Regions from separate parts of the Mus musculus genome. Here region 2 is linked to region 1. A link is a contact called in public Hi-C data. All regions are on one chromosome and are shown on one strand. Each heading gives the region's core, a stretch centred on a gene start, on an enhancer-like site or on the middle of the called end of the contact. The rest is flanking DNA. Distances are from core to core; before and after follow the strand shown. Region 1 overlaps Cacna2d3 (calcium channel, voltage-dependent, alpha2/delta subunit 3). Region 2 overlaps Cacna2d3 (calcium channel, voltage-dependent, alpha2/delta subunit 3).

What was found. A called contact is a pair of places that touch in the nucleus more often than the background predicts.
Region 2: a contact with region 1 is called in a Hi-C map of cerebellum, with 1.6 times the contacts expected there. The contact joins two enhancer-like sites. A contact is called at or near these places in 8 of 484 Hi-C or Micro-C datasets (cerebellar granule neurons, cerebellum, myocytes and 3 more).

Annotation. Positions count from the first base shown.
Region 1 is chr14:29,111,673-29,115,909 of GRCm38.p6, forward strand. The region is part of intron 14 of Cacna2d3 (calcium channel, voltage-dependent, alpha2/delta subunit 3); the gene reads right to left. Among named protein-coding and RNA genes, the nearest start is that of Lrtm1, 96 kb to the left of the region's middle. Within about 2 kb of position 2,364, at least 14 of the 459 cell types and tissues checked have an H3K27ac peak or open chromatin away from gene starts, as enhancers often do. A contact at or near this core is called in cerebellum and uterus, where this site is marked.
Region 2 is chr14:29,221,618-29,225,854 of GRCm38.p6, forward strand. All of the region lies in intron 11 of Cacna2d3 (calcium channel, voltage-dependent, alpha2/delta subunit 3), which reads right to left. Among named protein-coding and RNA genes, the nearest start is that of Lrtm1, 210 kb to the left of the region's middle. Within about 2 kb of position 2,019, at least 6 of the 459 cell types and tissues checked have an H3K27ac peak or open chromatin away from gene starts, as enhancers often do. A contact at or near this core is called in cerebellum and uterus, where this site is marked.

The DNA of each region.
Region 1 (4,237 bases), core at 1,114-3,613:
AGGGGAGGCACCTTGTAGGAACACAGGCATATTGCAGACACACACGTTCAGTGTAGACATGGCCCTGGTGAAGACACAGGTGGCCTTCCATTGGGCAAGGCATGAAAGTCCATTCATGGGTGACAATGAAAGCAATGCAGCCATGTTCTCCACGGAGACAGGACCAGCAGCCATGCTCTCCACAGGAGACAGGAGCAGGCAGCTTGTTTGATGCCAACACTGTCTGGCTCGGGCCGACTTTACGGTTCACTCTCATAATCTTTGATTTCCACCTTCTGACTGTTGAATAGAGGCCAGTTTTGACATGCTCTCTGTGAATCGCATATTTAAATGTTGATTAATGAACACTTTACTCAGCAATCTAAAAAGCCTCTTGGAAATGGGAAGGGAAGGGAGTCATTTGTTTTATTAGCAGAAGAGCACAAAGACCTTCACCTCCCCATGGTGAGATGGGAATATACACATATTCTGAGGACATTGGGGCACTGAGGGTGGTGTGGTCATAGACCACCTATACATATTTATAATGAACTAAAAAAAGTAATTTTCCTGGGCATTTGTGTTTTAGATCCAGAAAGCAAGTCCACGTGTGCTCTCTTTCAGATTCTAAAAGAGCATCTCGCATGAGAATCGGGGTAAATCCCAACATTTGGAAAAACAAACTGAGCAGCAGAAGTGTACACGTGGTGGGAAACTATTTGTCCAAACCTTTAAACGTGCGCAACAGTGATGCCTGTCTGCTGTGTCGATACAGACACTCAGAGAAGGCAATCTGCAGCAGCAAGTGGGACACTAACGTGAGCAGAAACTGGAGATCGCAACTCAAGCAGGCATCGGCAGAAACTTAACAAAGGGCTGTTTGTAAAGGTGAAGAATACTGCCAGGCTTCCCCCCCAAGGAACAGTGCAGTTTCTGGGAGTGTGTGCTAGGAATAATGGGGACACCCCTTTATCGGGACGAGGGGAGGAAAGGGCAGTTGTAAGAGCAGAGGCTGGGCGCTCATGGCTCTTAGTAACGATTTCCCACAGGAAGACATCGCTGACAAAGATGCCAATGACAGTCAGAATGCCCCACAGACGAATGCTCAGCCATGGCAATTTTCATGAGATTTCATGCCATCAAAAACAATGCACAAATCCATAAATAAAACTCAAAAACAAACATGATAACAATTCCAAGTCTTAAATCTGAATGGCGAGTATGCACGTGCTCTTTTTGAGTTCTTGTCCCTATGACTGAATGTTTGACCATCAAGGAAGCTTTCCCTAGAGCCTCCTCTATAGAAAACACTGCATAAATAAAAGCGCTTGGTAGCATAGACCTGTGGTGAAAATTGATGCTGCCAAACTAAAACCAAATTATTTAAAACAATAATAAGTCGTAAGTCCTGTGTTTAAATTCCTAAGACACTTGCGCTGAAAATGCTGTCAGAACACAGGTTTCATAGTACAGGTTAAACGTGTCCCTGACTATTGGTGTGTTTAATGATCTTCATGGCAAGGTACACGCAGAGGCAGCTATTTCCTTTCTTGGAGAGCTGATTCTTCTGATGCATGCAATTAAGAACAGCAAACGCTGTTCAGATTTCTGTTGTACAAGGCATTTTTCAACATTTTTGCAAGATGTTCTTATCCTAAATTATATACGGCTCTTGCAAAACCAAAGTGGGAGACTAAGACGTAAATATGAAATAAATAAACGTTAAGCAATACTTCCTCTCATTCCGCCCTTGATTGTCTTGGTAAATTATAGTCTTTCAATCCCGTAAGAATGATACTTAAATGTTAATTTGCTTTTGACTAGGATGGTTTCTGGGTTTTTTATTTTTATTTTTATTATTATTATTAATTTTTTAAACTGAATCACTGTTGCTTGCTTGCGAGATGCTGACTTCTGGCTAGCCCTCGCTGTAATCTACGTTGCCTAACAACAAAAGTAAGCACGGTATCCTCTTTGAACCTTGGCGGTGTCTACTATAAACCTGATTGCTGAAGTTGTTTTGTTTTCTTTCTCTTTTCAACAACTTAAAGACAACTTTGTGAATGATAATGCCGAATGAGGGTTGGAAACGTCTTGAAGAAAAAGCTAGAGCTGCTCTTACAAGGAAATAGCTATTATTTGGTAAAATGCCGATGCTGTCTCTTGTTCCCAGTGACTCTAAGATAAAAGCCATTAAGCAGGGAATATAGTTTATAAGCAAACATTTCAATAGCATCAGCATGTTGTCTTTGACCGGGAACACATCTATAAATAAATCTGTGGTCAAAAGAACACTACTGATTAACATCTGATTAGCATATCTGAAAGCTGTCTTGGAGACTGCTTTGTTTGTTTATTAGGAGTGACCTGCTTATTTCCAGAGTGCCCAGGAATGAGGACAATGGGAATGATCACGGAGCACTGGACTTGGGCCAGGCTTCATGATGAGCCTGACACACAACCGACTCCCCGTTGTGGCCAAACATTCATAATTTCACAAACGTGGTTTAGACACCTCCCAAATAGATGCCTGAAAATACAGCCAACAGTTGGAGCTTTGGGGCCCAGGGACAAAACCTTCCCCTTGTTTAAAGACCCCCTGAAACGTGGCTTCCTCCATAAAACCTTCCCTAACTAAGTGGAAATGGGAACCAGATGTCCCGAAACTCCACTACAAAGATAATCATATTTACTCTACAACCAAAGATACCATCTAGGCCCAAATCTGTGCAAACTGTTAATACAGCTAAGTCTCTGAACACGATGGCTGGAAGAGACACGGGAAATTGTGTATAGCCTGTGAACTCTGAGAGCAGAAGGAACAGGAAAAAGTCTCCTTTTTCTCCAAGCTTTTAACAGGGAGCCTAATACACAAGAAGTGCTCAGTAAATGGTCCTTGAATGAATTTATTCCAACATCATCCTTTTGTTTATTTTGTATAGGAGGCTCAGAGAGGAAAGGAATCATGTGGAGTTAGTAGCAGAACTAAGACAAGACGCCTGTGTGCATCGTGCCTCCATCCGTGTAGTTAGCCTGACAATAAGGGCTGTGAGGAGCTGGTACCTACATGCTGTTGGGACTAGAAGCAAGTAGTGCATGATCTCCAGCCTAGGCCACAGTGATAAAGAAAACAACTCCCCTTTTAAAACCAGCTCGGTTGAACACTGTGACTTCAAACAAACAGACCTTGAGTCAACATCCAAACTCAATTTCAGCCTCTTGAATCAGGGTTGCTTATTCATTCTTCCACTCCTGCCTCTCTCCCTCCCTCTCTCCATCAGCTTATTCCCCTACCTTCATCTATCCATGCATACCCACTGCAATGCTTTGTACGGATGTGGCCTTAAATCAAACCCAGGCACACACCTTGTAAATTATCTGTGCCCATTCAACATATGATGAAAACAGAGCTAAAATAATCAGAAGGCAGCAGAGCAGAGGTTTGAGACTTAGCCTACATGTTTCTAGAGATCAAGTACAAATTATTCTGCCCCTAGAAACCCTTTTGAGTGGTGTAAAATGTCATATTTTACCTTCAGGAGATTAGAACAGAGCAAAAGAGACAACCAATAAATCATCCTTAAAATAGAAATAGCCCATAAGAGTTCTTGAATGATTAAGCAGAATTATCGAGGAAGTGCATAGGATAGTGTTTTGTGCCTCTGCCATATTTGGCTAACCCCACAAGACTCATTCCAGTTAAGTGAGAAACTTGTAAGTCCCGTTTTCATTACTCTAGTGAATTCGAACTGAGTCTCTCCATTCGAGGCTCTCCATTTTAAAAAGGAAGAGTAGCATCATGGATCTCCGAGCTAACTGTGGTTCAGGAATCAAACAGAGTAGTAAGCAATGATCAATGCTTGTTACGGGAGCTTGGGGTGATGGAAGGCCGCAATAGGGAAATAGTTGCTACGGAGAAAGGGAGCCGGGATGGAAGGATAGCTGCTTCAGTGATGCCCAGCCTGAAAATCATCTAATGCATCTTAGGCCTGGGCAAGCAGGAGTGTGTGTAATCCAAGTGAGTCAGCAAGTGGGTCAAGTCTTTGAGTCATTTCTGGAAAAAGAAAATCCATAGCATGGCATTAGTCCTTGCCTAACATTTTTCCCTCATGAAACTTGGTTGAGTTTTTTTCCAAATCCTCTGAGTTCATTGGGATGGGGTAAACATCTAGCTTTTGTTTTTGCACTTCACAGTGTAGCTTTAGGGAATTATATGACTTCCTGGTTTCCCCAAAGCATTTCAGAGGAACCTTTTGCC
Region 2 (4,237 bases), core at 769-3,268, 110 kb after region 1:
CTTCAGGTGGTATTCCTAAGGAGCCCACACTGTTATTTTAGACAGGGGCTGACTGGCCTGGATTTTGTAGCATGAACTAGGCTAGCTGGTAAGGAGGTCTAGAAAACAGCCTGTCTCTGCATCCCAGCTCTTCATTATAAGCAGGGCCATCAGAGCCAGCTCTTTACATGAGAATTATCAAAATCAGGCTCTCTCGTTTAGACAGCAAGGACTTTGTCAACTGAGCTCTCCAGCCCCTCAGGGGCTTTCAAACCATGTGTGCACATGCGTGTGCCAGAGTATCATATAGTCCAATTCACTATGCATCTAAATGGCTTTGAACTATCAAGGACCTCTTATGATGTGGCTTTGGGTAGACCTTGGAAACATCAGTCACATACTAATGAAAGGACTGCAAAGAAAAGCTAACAGAGGAAGGAACAAGAGCCCTCTTCCATCCACAGAAACAATGTCTGTCATAAACCATACCCAGAATCCTATTTTCACTTATATCCATTCACATCCTAGGTTTTTCTTTGAGCCCTCGACATATGTCAGATCAAGGATATAGATATTTTGTACATTGAGGCAATAGATTTATGGCATTATCAAGCCACATCTTCAAGGTCTCTGAGCTTTGTCTAGAAATTAAAAGGTATTGTGCACATCCGATGGATGTAATGAACAAACTCCAACAGAACATGCAGGAAACACATATGACCAACTTCAAATTACACCTCTCCTCTGACCTCGAAAATGCCAAGAATACCCCCTCAGAAAATGACTGGACCATGGCCAATGAGGTCTGAATTCATTACATATGTTTTGGGGGTAGGGTTTTTGTCAGAACTCCCACTAATGAATTGTTCAGCCTTCATGGAAGTACAATAATGACAATAATTCTCAGGAAGTTGTTGGTTCTTGCTGTCTTTCATTTGTTAGCCCCAAATACACCTTCTCTGCATTACTTAGATTAAGGACTTTGTGAAGGAGGCCTTTGAAAGAGAAAGAACTTGGGCAACAGTGCAGCAGGGCGTGAAATCCCAATCTGGATGGTTGGCTGTGTTGTATAAAATTCATCCAGGAATGGAGAAGCCCAGCACAGAGGTAGGGAACAGAGCAGTGGAGTTCACAGTAGCTGATGGAAAGTTTCCCAACCATATCATGACAGTTGGCCTATGCAGGGCTCCGAATGAAATCCATTATGTTGCCCACAGAGCATGGGATTCTGGCAGACTTGGAGAAAAAAATAATGTTTCTCTCTGTGAGCTTTAAAAGTTATCAAACGGCCTCCCACTGATCCTCTCACGGAGACTAAGGGCCTGCAGCTTGGGAGTGTTAGTTCCCATAGTGGACCCAACAATCAGTTATAAGAGCATTTTGAGAGGGAACTGAACACATACTAAAAGATAAAGTAAGATGCAAAGGCTACTGGAGTCTGTTTGGCAACCTGCAAAAAAGTCCAAGCACAAAATTCTGAGAATTGATACCATTTTTAAATAATGACAGATTTTTAACCATAGACCACTTACATTACCCACACTATACACCTCATGGGAGTTTCATGAGTGACAAGGCATGGATGACAGATGGTCAACTCTTGGCCAGTACTGGCAGCACAATGACTTCACATGTCGACTCTTCATGGTGGGCAGGCTGGCTGAGAGGAGCTACTTTGAGGAGAACATGTTCATGTGGACAGAAAGGTACCCTCCACTTGTATTCAATTTCTGCTGAAATGTCAGGATGGGATAGACTTAGTGGGTGCATGGCTTTTCTGAAACTACAGCTCAGAATTTAAAATTCAGGAAGAGAGTCTACTGCTCCTAAAGGGAAGCTTTATTTTGACACAAAAAAGCAGCTCACTAGTGTGCCTCCTTGGGTATTCATCCAAGCCAAAAGAATGCTCAGCTAGCGGAGGAACCAGACTCAGATATAGGGATGAGACTACAGTTGATTTAGCCTTAATGTGTGTGAATAGGATGCTGTCTCACAGGAGACAGCGAAACTACAACAGATGGCTCTTTCTGATAAGATCTCCATGAAAAAAAGACAGCCTATGACCATGATTCCCAGAGCTGTATCATTCCCAGCATTGGATCATCTCTAGCATGGTATTAGTCACTTTTATGTTGCTGTGATAAAAATCGTAAAACAAAAAGTAATTTGTAGAACAAAGAGTTCATTTGGTATATGGGTCCATTGTAGTTGGAATGGCTTGACAACAGGTCACAAGAAACTAGCCAATCACATTGTATTCACATACAGGGTACAGAGAGAGTAAACAGGAAGTGGGGTGAGGATATCACTCTTCAAAGATTGCTCACAGTAGCATTCTTCCTGACAAAAGCTAGATCTCCTGAAGGTTTTGTGATGTGTCCAAATAGCACCACCAACTGGCCACCGAGTGGTCAAATACATGAACCAATGAAGACATATCTCATTAAAACCACAACAGCTCACTCAAATATTTAGTAGGCACAAAGTCCATTGGCAGGTATGAACAAGACAGGAGGCTTCAGACGTAGACTCATCCCAAGTCAAAAATCCTTTAGTTACACTTACATAGTATTTGAAGCAACTTATTTTCAGCTAACAAAGAAAACATTTTGTAATTACATCAATTAACTAAGATAACGTTCTATTGTTCTGTAATTGTATCAATACAGTTAACTTAATGGTTTTATGAAAGATTATTTGGGAGGCTCAAACTGTTGAATTAAGTGACTATAATTCCATTGAAATACTGATTTAAAATTAGGAATAAGGGTCAGTAAGTCAGCCTGATGACCTAAGTATGACAGTGGAGCCCACATGTTGGAGGAAGAAAACCAACCCCGACATGTTGTCTTCTGACTTCTACATGTATGCTATGGAATGCAAGTGCCTACCCCCTAACACAATACATACAAACATACACACATACACACAGTAACACAAAGTAATACAATCATACTTAAAATGTATTAGATAATAAATATTAATCACCAGGACTAACAAGATGACTTGGTAGGTAAAGGCACCTCCTACCAAACCTGATGACCTGAATTTAATACCAGAGAGAGAACCAACTCTCTCCCAAAAGCTGAAATCTGTCCTCTACATATATATGGACCATGGCATGCATTTCTGCAGGGATACATATATATATAGCAGTTGGATGAATGAATGAATGAATAAAACAGTAAAGAAAGTATTTTTAAAACATTACATATCAATGAGAAAACAGACTGTCTAGTTATTATTTAAAACTCTTGACCTCTGACTTTTCTACTATGATGGCATCTATTCACTAAAACCAAATCATAACAACAAAGTTGGCATGAGGGGCTGGGGACAAACACTGTGGAAAAAGCCAAGTTGGAGTTCTTAGAAAGCGAGGCATCTCATGGGAGCAACAGATAAGTTGCCTTATCTTTCTAGTTCAGTGACATCACTCCTAAGACACCACCAGCATCAGTGTCACCCAACAGCCAATAAACTTGGGAAAGGAAACTACACTAGCCCCCGGGGTGTTGGGGGGAAGGACAAAGAAGTGAGGACTGAAACAGGGTCAAAGACGTCAAATAAATATTGCCTCCTATGAATATTCCTGCACTCTGGACAGAGTGTGCTCGGTATATTTAGAAGATTTCAGCAAAGCAACCTTGATGGCAAACCACAGACTCTTTTTGAAGACTGAGCCACCTAGAGAACAATGTGAGAGGAAGCCTGTACAGTGGACACTGCATGCTTGTGCCTGCACTTCCACGTTTCTGATGCATGGCACAACTGTTTGTGGTTGTTTTCAGTTCTGTCCCACTTGGGAATGCTCCACATTTGAGTCCAGGAGCAAAGTGTCTGGGGATGGGGAGTGGAGAAGAGGACTCTGCCAGGCATATATATCCACAACTGAGTTTGTATTGTCTCTCTCAGATGGTAATTAAGCTCTGAGTTCTATCCCCAGTAACACATTGAAATAAGAGACATTAAAGGCCAGCTAGGGAGTCACAGGTTTGGGTCATCGCTTTCAGTTAGGTGGCTTTGGTTTGTGTTTCTTGGCTGAAGCAGTGCTTGTTGAAAGGTACCCTCCCTAGGATGACGGGGTGTGATTTTTGATCTCCACCATGTGAGTGGTGAAGAAGACCATTCTCTGGCATGTCAAAAAAGAAAATCACTAGCTCAACAAATTTTTGTAATGACTCCATAACTCACAGAGGTCCCTCAGCCTGCAGTGATCTACAGGCAAAGACCTACTTGGCAGGTATCAAAAACTCAG